Linked DNA regions of Anser cygnoides: region 1 is linked to region 2. A link is a contact called in public Hi-C data. All regions are on one chromosome and are shown on one strand. Each heading gives the region's core, a stretch centred on a gene start, on an enhancer-like site or on the middle of the called end of the contact. The rest is flanking DNA. Distances are from core to core; before and after follow the strand shown.

What was found. A called contact is a pair of places that touch in the nucleus more often than the background predicts.
Region 1: a contact with region 2 is called in a Hi-C map of fetal liver, with 2.7 times the contacts expected there. The contact joins the enhancer-like site here to the promoter of COG6 in region 2. A contact is called at or near these places in 4 of 7 Hi-C or Micro-C datasets (fetal liver, granulosa cells and liver).

Annotation. Positions count from the first base shown.
Region 1 is chr1:185,233,154-185,236,856 of Taihu_goose_T2T_genome, reverse strand. NHLRC3 (NHL repeat containing 3) reads left to right here. Exons shown (of 7, transcript XM_048051352.2): 7 at 1-790. Among named protein-coding and RNA genes, the nearest start is that of PROSER1, 10 kb to the left of the region's middle. Within about 2 kb of position 1,991, at least 1 of the 3 cell types and tissues checked has open chromatin away from gene starts, as enhancers often do. A contact at or near this core is called in fetal liver, where this site is marked.
Region 2 is chr1:184,922,740-184,926,615 of Taihu_goose_T2T_genome, reverse strand. COG6 (component of oligomeric golgi complex 6) reads left to right here and starts at 1,849. Exons shown (of 19, transcript XM_066989664.1): 1 at 1,849-2,165; 2 at 3,387-3,530. The coding sequence starts at 2,055.

The DNA of each region.
Region 1 (3,703 bases), core at 742-3,241, 310 kb before region 2:
AATATGACCCATGATTCACATGGTGTCAAATGGAAGCTAATAAGCAATATTTGTTAGCTGAAAAGGCAGCAGCAGTACTTCCTCTAGACCTAGGCAGATAGGTCCACATAGCTTTGCAGTGTGTTGTGTGGATTTTTTAACTAGGTCACCACTAGCTCAGGGATATCTGTGCTTTGTGCAATTTAGCTATTTCTCACCTACAGAAGGTGGATTTATTTTTTAAAATGTTACCAAAATATCTTTATATATATGAACATATCTTGGTGGTTTAAGGGTTTCAGGCACATTGATTATTCCTCGTCACATCTCATCCTTATTTATTTTGTCTTTGTCACATCCATTTGAAACAGAACTAGAAACTCTCTGGGAACATGTTTCTGTTTTCTCTGAAGGAGTGGTGCACTTGTGGATGTTGACAAATAAGTTATACAAGTTTCTGTTTGCTGCATGGATGTCTTACCAAGTCTATGTTTATGTGGGCTTTTGCAGCCCCTAGAAATGGGGAATATTCATACAGTTTTGTCTGAATTTACTGAAATAGGCCACGGTGCCAAGAAATGCCTTACATTTGGAAATCGGGTATCTATGCTAAGAAGGGAAGTATATAGTATGAGATGCTCAGACTCCTTTTCACCTTAGTGTCTATGGCCAAACTGAGAAAGTGATTGATTTGTGCACTAACTTTCTAATTCTGTGAAGCTTTTCATATGTATCATTCTGAAACTGATCTCTGAAAGATTGTGTAATAGGATAACTTGGTAAAATAAATTGAGAATTTTCCATTGTAAAAGGTTTGGGCTCTTTATTAATATCAATACATTTTATTACAGTGGATTACTCTTCTAAATACAGGGTTCCCAGCACTTAAATGTTGATAACAGAAATTTTTAAATACCTTTTTAAAATGGAATCTAAAGTTCCATATTGTCTTTTTACATTGCTATTTCTGTGGCCCATCTCTTTTGTGTTCTGATTTGTGTATAAAAAAAAGCACAAATCTCTCCAAGATGTTTTCATCTGAATAATTTGTAAAATAGGGCGATAAATCACATAAGTACAAAACATTAAAAAAATAGATTGTATACCCTTTTTATGCTAATAGGGAAATTTAAAAACAAACTAGCAAATACTTCTTAATACAGAATCACATTTTATTTCCTGAGAAGACTTATGGAGCAATCTGTTTAGTTTTTAGAAGATCAGGGAGGGAATTCTCTTTAAGATAGAAATACTTGCACAAGAAGAAAAATAACATACTGCAGTGTTAACCAGGCAAAGAAGAAAGCATGACTGCCAGAACCCAAGAAATTCTGATTTTAGTTGAAGTATGCCAGTTTTTAAGTGTGAGAAATTATTGCTGGAGCAACAAAATAAATAAGAATACACCATATTTTGATGGCTTCAACTTTGGGAAGGAACTTTTTTTTTTTTTTCCTCAATTGATCTGGTCTTTGGGTGAGTGCCTGCATTGTTAATTGGATGACATTCCCAAAAAGTAAAAACAGATAGACCAGTCTTCTCTCCCTCTTCTAAGTTTCTAAGACCTATTAATACAATTCGGTTTAATTTTTCCCAGTGATGCTAACCAGACATATATTTTCTGTAATAGTCAGCAATGGATTTAACCACATCTGCCTGGTGAAAAACAACCCTGGATCACGTTTGTGCCAAGCAAGATCAGTTTGGTGAGGCTATCTCAGTTCAGAGCTGCAGGGGAGGGTGCATAGGGATGTATGTGGGTCTGCTTATTATTGTAAGTTCACTGCCTTCAGGTGGTTATTAACCTTTTTGAAACGTTAAGTGGTTAGTTATCTTAGTTGACACTTCCTTTCTCAACCATTTGTAACCTGAGAAACCTTTACGAGTGATCTACGAGCAAGTGAAGATTTGCTATCATTGAAGTTGCTTGGATAAACCATAAGAGGGCACCAAACGCTTGCTGATGCTTGGCAGTGTAACCATATACCAGCAAAGTAAACAGCTGATAATTTCTGAACATTTGGAGTAAGTCAACAAAGATAATGAATTGCTGCAGACTTCCTTTCTCTGTTCAACACAGACTGCTTTAAACATAAGCAAATAATTGTATTACAGTCATTTTGGTGTATTACTACTGGATTTATGTCCATCTTACGTTTATTTCCATTATTTTTCCTAGAAAAAATGAGTAATTCAGTGTCCAGAGACTGCTGTGTATGGTGAATTGATTCTTCTATTCCTTATGCCATTGATTTCAATGGAATTACTCCTGATACGTTGTGTTGGAAACATAATAATTCATAATAGTATAACTGTAGCAGCGTGATTATACAAAAGAGCAATGCTGGTGTGTTTCCCTACAGAGATGACCCCAAGTGAGATTAGAGCTAAGCTTACTGGAGCTGATTCACCAGTTTCATTCTGCTCCTCCTTTCTCTAAAACCCTCCTATGATTTTGTATTATTATTTTATTCTACTTTTTTTTGTTTGCATGTGCAAAAGCTATTTGCCAGCGGTTTGCATCAAAAAGTTTCAACACAGACTTTCCATTAGATAAATGTTTTGAAATATTTGAGTCTTTCAGAGTTCATAGAGCATCAGTCACTTTGCTTATATAAAATTTGAAAGTGGAAGCATATTAATTTTTGCATCTACGATGATTTGTTACTGAATTAAAACCCAAGCAACACTAATACAAATAAGATATGAACTTTGTCATAGGATCATGTTTTGAGGCTGAGGAAAATAAGTATGATTGTATAACTGGATCTGCAAAACAGAGGTTAATTAACTTTGTCAGTTACATCAGAAACAAGCCTGCTAACTTTTTTTTACAAACAAATTAAGACCTAAGAGCTCTTGAACAACTTAAGTCTGTATGTTTTAATCCTTCCCAGTGGACAATAAATGTAATCATTAAAAAAGGGGAAAGGCTTCACATTTCGTTTAGATTTGCTTGGCTTCAACCTCATGTTTTCTATTTTCAGCTATCTTAGAGACGTGGCTAATCCAGGAAATTTTTTTACTTATCCCCCATGGACTCATTTACAAGTGATGACTCAGTCATCTTTTGCCTCACTCCCTCTATAAAACCATACAGATCAGAAAGCTTGCCTTGCAGCAGGAAAACTGGTAAGGCTTTAATTTAAAAATGTTGCCATAGTACTTTATTATTATTATTATTTAAAAATCCAAAAGAATGCTCACTGCTTGCTAGGAAGTCTGGATATTAGACCTGCCAGCACTGAACCTCTCTTAGTTCTGTGTGCTCTGCAGGGCTATGTCCCCACAAATTGTTATGGCCTGAATTCTTAGCTCTCAGGACAGTACTAGTAGTTGTCAGATGCTTTGGATGACTAGATGGACAAGGTGGAAAGGCACCCTGCATTAAGAATAGACCAGAATAGGTACTAAATTTTTATCTGTGCTTGCCTGTGAAGACATTAGCAAAATTTCTATGCAGTAACATTTTTTGACACCATCTTTATCAGAGGGTCTGGTTGAAATACAGGTGTCATTAAGTGGCTTATTAAAACAAACTGATAAATTGCTAGCAAGTGTTCATTTCATTAAGGCTATTCAGCATTTTCAGAGGATTTCTGAAATGCCTACTTGCTCAGAACTGCCTTAGTACCAGGGGAAAGAAAACATTGCTAATATGGTTTAAGGAAAAAAAAAAAAACACAAACCAACCAAACAAAAAAGGCAACAAACCGACACACGT
Region 2 (3,876 bases), core at 600-3,099:
CTGTGAACACTTTCACCATAATAAGGAACTGAGATAAGCGAATCAACGGAATACACTACGTACCAGACATTTCTTTGCTGACACCTGTAGTTTTGCTGCCATATCTAGCTTTAGTCAGGAAAATTATGCTTGCGTAAATTATGCACAATACACAAAGTGTCTTCTACTGGTACACAGAGACTGCTATCTGAAATCAAAGCACCCTCTGGCAGTTACAGATCACAAACGCCCAGTCATTTTATCCCATAATATTCATCTAGTTGACTTAACAGGAAACTATTTGCTGGTGGACAAGCAAGTCAGTAAGAATGCCACGTCAAAAGTTCCTTCATGACACTATGACATTTACTAGCCATGAGACAGCAGCTGAGTTTTAGGCAGTGATCTCATTGCATGATTACATTTGAATTTTTGTTTTTAAAAAAATACTTTACGAGGAAAAATCTAGCCTGCAAACATTATCCATATCAGAAAAAGAAAGGATTTATTTGTTTGTTATTGTCTTTGTAGATGCATCTAATATTCCTAAACACACACAGACACACACACAAAATATATATATATATACATATATAAAAGCCCTGGTGCCCTTATACAAATGCTTCTCTCAGTTATAGGAGATTAAAATGTGTTCCCTTGATTATTTATTTTTATTTTTCTTGGGGAACACATGCACAGATAAAAACATACTGTTTCAAAATCCTGTAGGTTACTGCCTTATCTAGAAGTAATCTGGCTCGTGAAACAAATTCATGAAAAAATACACTTCCATCAAGGAGCATCTGAAAGCAAAACTGGATGCTTTAAAAGACAGTACATGCACCAACTGACAGAGGAAAATGTTTGCGGTTCCTTATATGTCTGTGGTATAACTGGCTGGATGAGGCTTGGCAATGATCTTATCTTGACATTTGTGATTCAGATGTTCAAGTCCTTCTGAGTTCAAGGTGTGCCTTCGCTGTGTCAACTCATCCAACAGGTTAACAGCATTTGAATCTTTGTTCAGTCTGGTAGCAACATCCAATGTATAGTTGGGATGCGATCTTTATAATAATGGAGTTTTCTTTACATGCTTAAATATAATTGCTCACATCTGTGACAGCATGCACCTGTGACTGCATGCTGTTTTATCTCTTCATTTTAAGTCTAAAGCAGATTCCTGACATGGAGAAGGGAGATCCTGGCTCCTGGAAGCTTGGTCAGAAGTAAGGGACGTCTAGGAAGAGGTAAAACCGACAAAACAGGGCGGAGGAACAGAAGCTAAGGAGGGAAACGAGGTGTCTAAAAATACATGAAGATCTGTTTGCTGACTAGATACAAGAAGAAAATGACATGACAGGAAAAAAAAACAAACCTCTTAGTTAAAAACTGTTTCAGTAAATGATGAGCATAAGAACATGATGAACATAAGATCTCCCCATTTTGACATGCTTTTACTTTCATTTGGATTACTATAATAATAGCCCATTTCTTTTACATTTTTTTTTTATTTTTTTAAGTTATGCTCATTTACACAACAAGCATGAAATGAATACAGCCATGCGACCTCAGGAAGAGAATCTTTTTTCTTATCACAAATCCCAAACTTTTCCTTGTTCCCCTGGGAATCGCTCGTACCAGGGGTCGCGTATTTTGGTCTCATAACCAACCCGAGTGGTACCGAACCCCATTTCAGATACTAACAGAGTATGTTTGAAGGATTACGGATAGGTATTCCAGGAATGCAGTATGTAAGTAAAACAGGGAAATCTTTTACAATTCTAACTTTAAAAGGTTAATCTTTTAAAGCTCCTCGGTGGCCTCTGTGAGTCTGTGTCCCCTCCACACCCCCCGGACGGACTAAACTCGGCTCCCGCACTGCAAACTGCAGGATCCCGGGACCGTAGCCGGCACCACGCCCGTGGAACAGGCACGGGGTGAGTTTCTGCCTGTCTGTCCGTGTGTCTGTCTGTCACACGGCGCCAGCCTTGCCCCCTCGGGCCGGGCGGCCGCGGGAGGAACCAAAGGCCGGGGAGCGCGTTTCCCCGGGAGCCGCTCCGCCGCCGCACGCAGCCATGGCCGACACCGCTGCCCCGCCGCAGGTCGCAGCCCCGGCGGGCCCCGGCATCAACCCGCTGGCCCGCAAGCTCAACAAGATCCTGGAGACCCGGCTGGACAACGACAAGGTGGGGCGGCAGGCTCCGGCCCCGCCGCTGAGGGGGCAGAGGGGGCGGCAGGGCCGGGCCGGGCCGGGGGCCGCAGGGCCCCCGCGGGCTCTCCGAAGGGAGAAGCGAGCCCTGGCGTCCCCTCGGCTCCGTCCCAGGGGGGCAGGCAGGGGTCTGCAGCGGGAATTAGGAATAAAAGCCGGGTTTGGGCCTCCAGGGGTATGCCACGCATCTCTGCCCGTCCTGGGGACGTTGGCGCTGCGTAGTTCGGGTGGCACCGCTGAGGCTTTTCCTGATTTAGGTGTTTTGTAGTTATGCTTTAACCAACTATTAGCCTTCTGGTTAAAGCTGTTATAAAAAAAAAAAAAAAGTAGACAGTCTTATGTTATAACATATAAAAAGAAGAGAGACTCATCAGTTGTTTTAGGTATTTACCAAGTGGTCTATAGCATGTTTTGGTATTATTTTCTCTAAAACCATGTTCGCCAGAATGGGAGCCGGCAGTGTGCCCAGGTGGCCAGGAAGGCCAACAGCATCCTGGCTTGTATCGAATAGTGCAGCCAGCAGGAGCAGGGGGGTGATCGTCCCCCTCTGGTGAGGCCACACCTCGAGTGCTGTGTTCAGCTTTGGGCCCCTCACTACAAGAAGGACGTCGAGGCCCTGGAGCGTGTCCAGAGAAGGGCTACGAAGCTGGTGAAGGGCCTGGAGCACAAGTCCTGTGAGGAGCGGCTGAGGGAACTGGGGTTGTTTAGTCTGGAGAAGAGCAGGCTCAGGGGGAGAGACCTCATTGCTCTCTGCAACTACCGGCAACTACCTGAAAGGAAGGTGTGGGGAGCTGGGGGTCGGCCTCTTCTCACAGGTAACTAGTGATAGGACTAGAGGGAATGGCCTCAAGTTGTGCCAGGGGAGGTTCAGGTTGGAAATGAGGAGACATTTCTTCTCAGAAAGAGCAGTCAGGCACTGGGACGGGTTGCCCAGGGAGGTGGTGGAGTCACCGTCCCTGGGGGTGTTCAAGGAAAGGTTGGATGTGGTGCTCAGGGACATGGTTTAGTGGGTGACATTGGTAGTACAGGGATGGTTGGACCAGGTGACCTTGAAGGTCTTTTCCAACCTCAATGATTCTATAATTCTATATACTACTTTTTTCTCTAAAGCAGTGAACTTGGGTTGGCTGCAGACTATGCAATATGCTTCTTTATAACCTAGTGAAATGTTAATTTCATTTTCTCTTTTACTTCTTAGGAAATGCTGGAAGCACTCAAGGCTCTCTCAACCTTTTTTGTCGAAAATAGTTTGCGCACCCGAAGAAACTTGCGTGGAGACATTGAACGACGAAGCTTAGCCATAAATGAAGAATTTGTCCACATATTCAAGCAAGTTAAAGAGGTAGCAGTTTTACAGTTTGGCTAGCTATCTTGTTGGAGTACTGCTGCATAATTTTAAAAAAGAAAAAGGAGTTATGAGAAATTGTGATTTTTCCCAGACAAATATGCATTTACAATAAAAATGTTTCATCATTTATACCATTTGATGGAAACATTGTACATACAGCGGTGATATTTCAAACAATTAAAAAAAAAGATTCAGGTGAACATTGATCTTTAGGGATGCTTTCTCTCCATGGATTATGTAGGGACCCTAGAGCAACTATAGAGTGGTAAGACCAACACGGGTTGAAAGAGACCTCAAAAGATCATCAGGTCCAACCTTTTATGGGAAAAGGGGGGCCTAG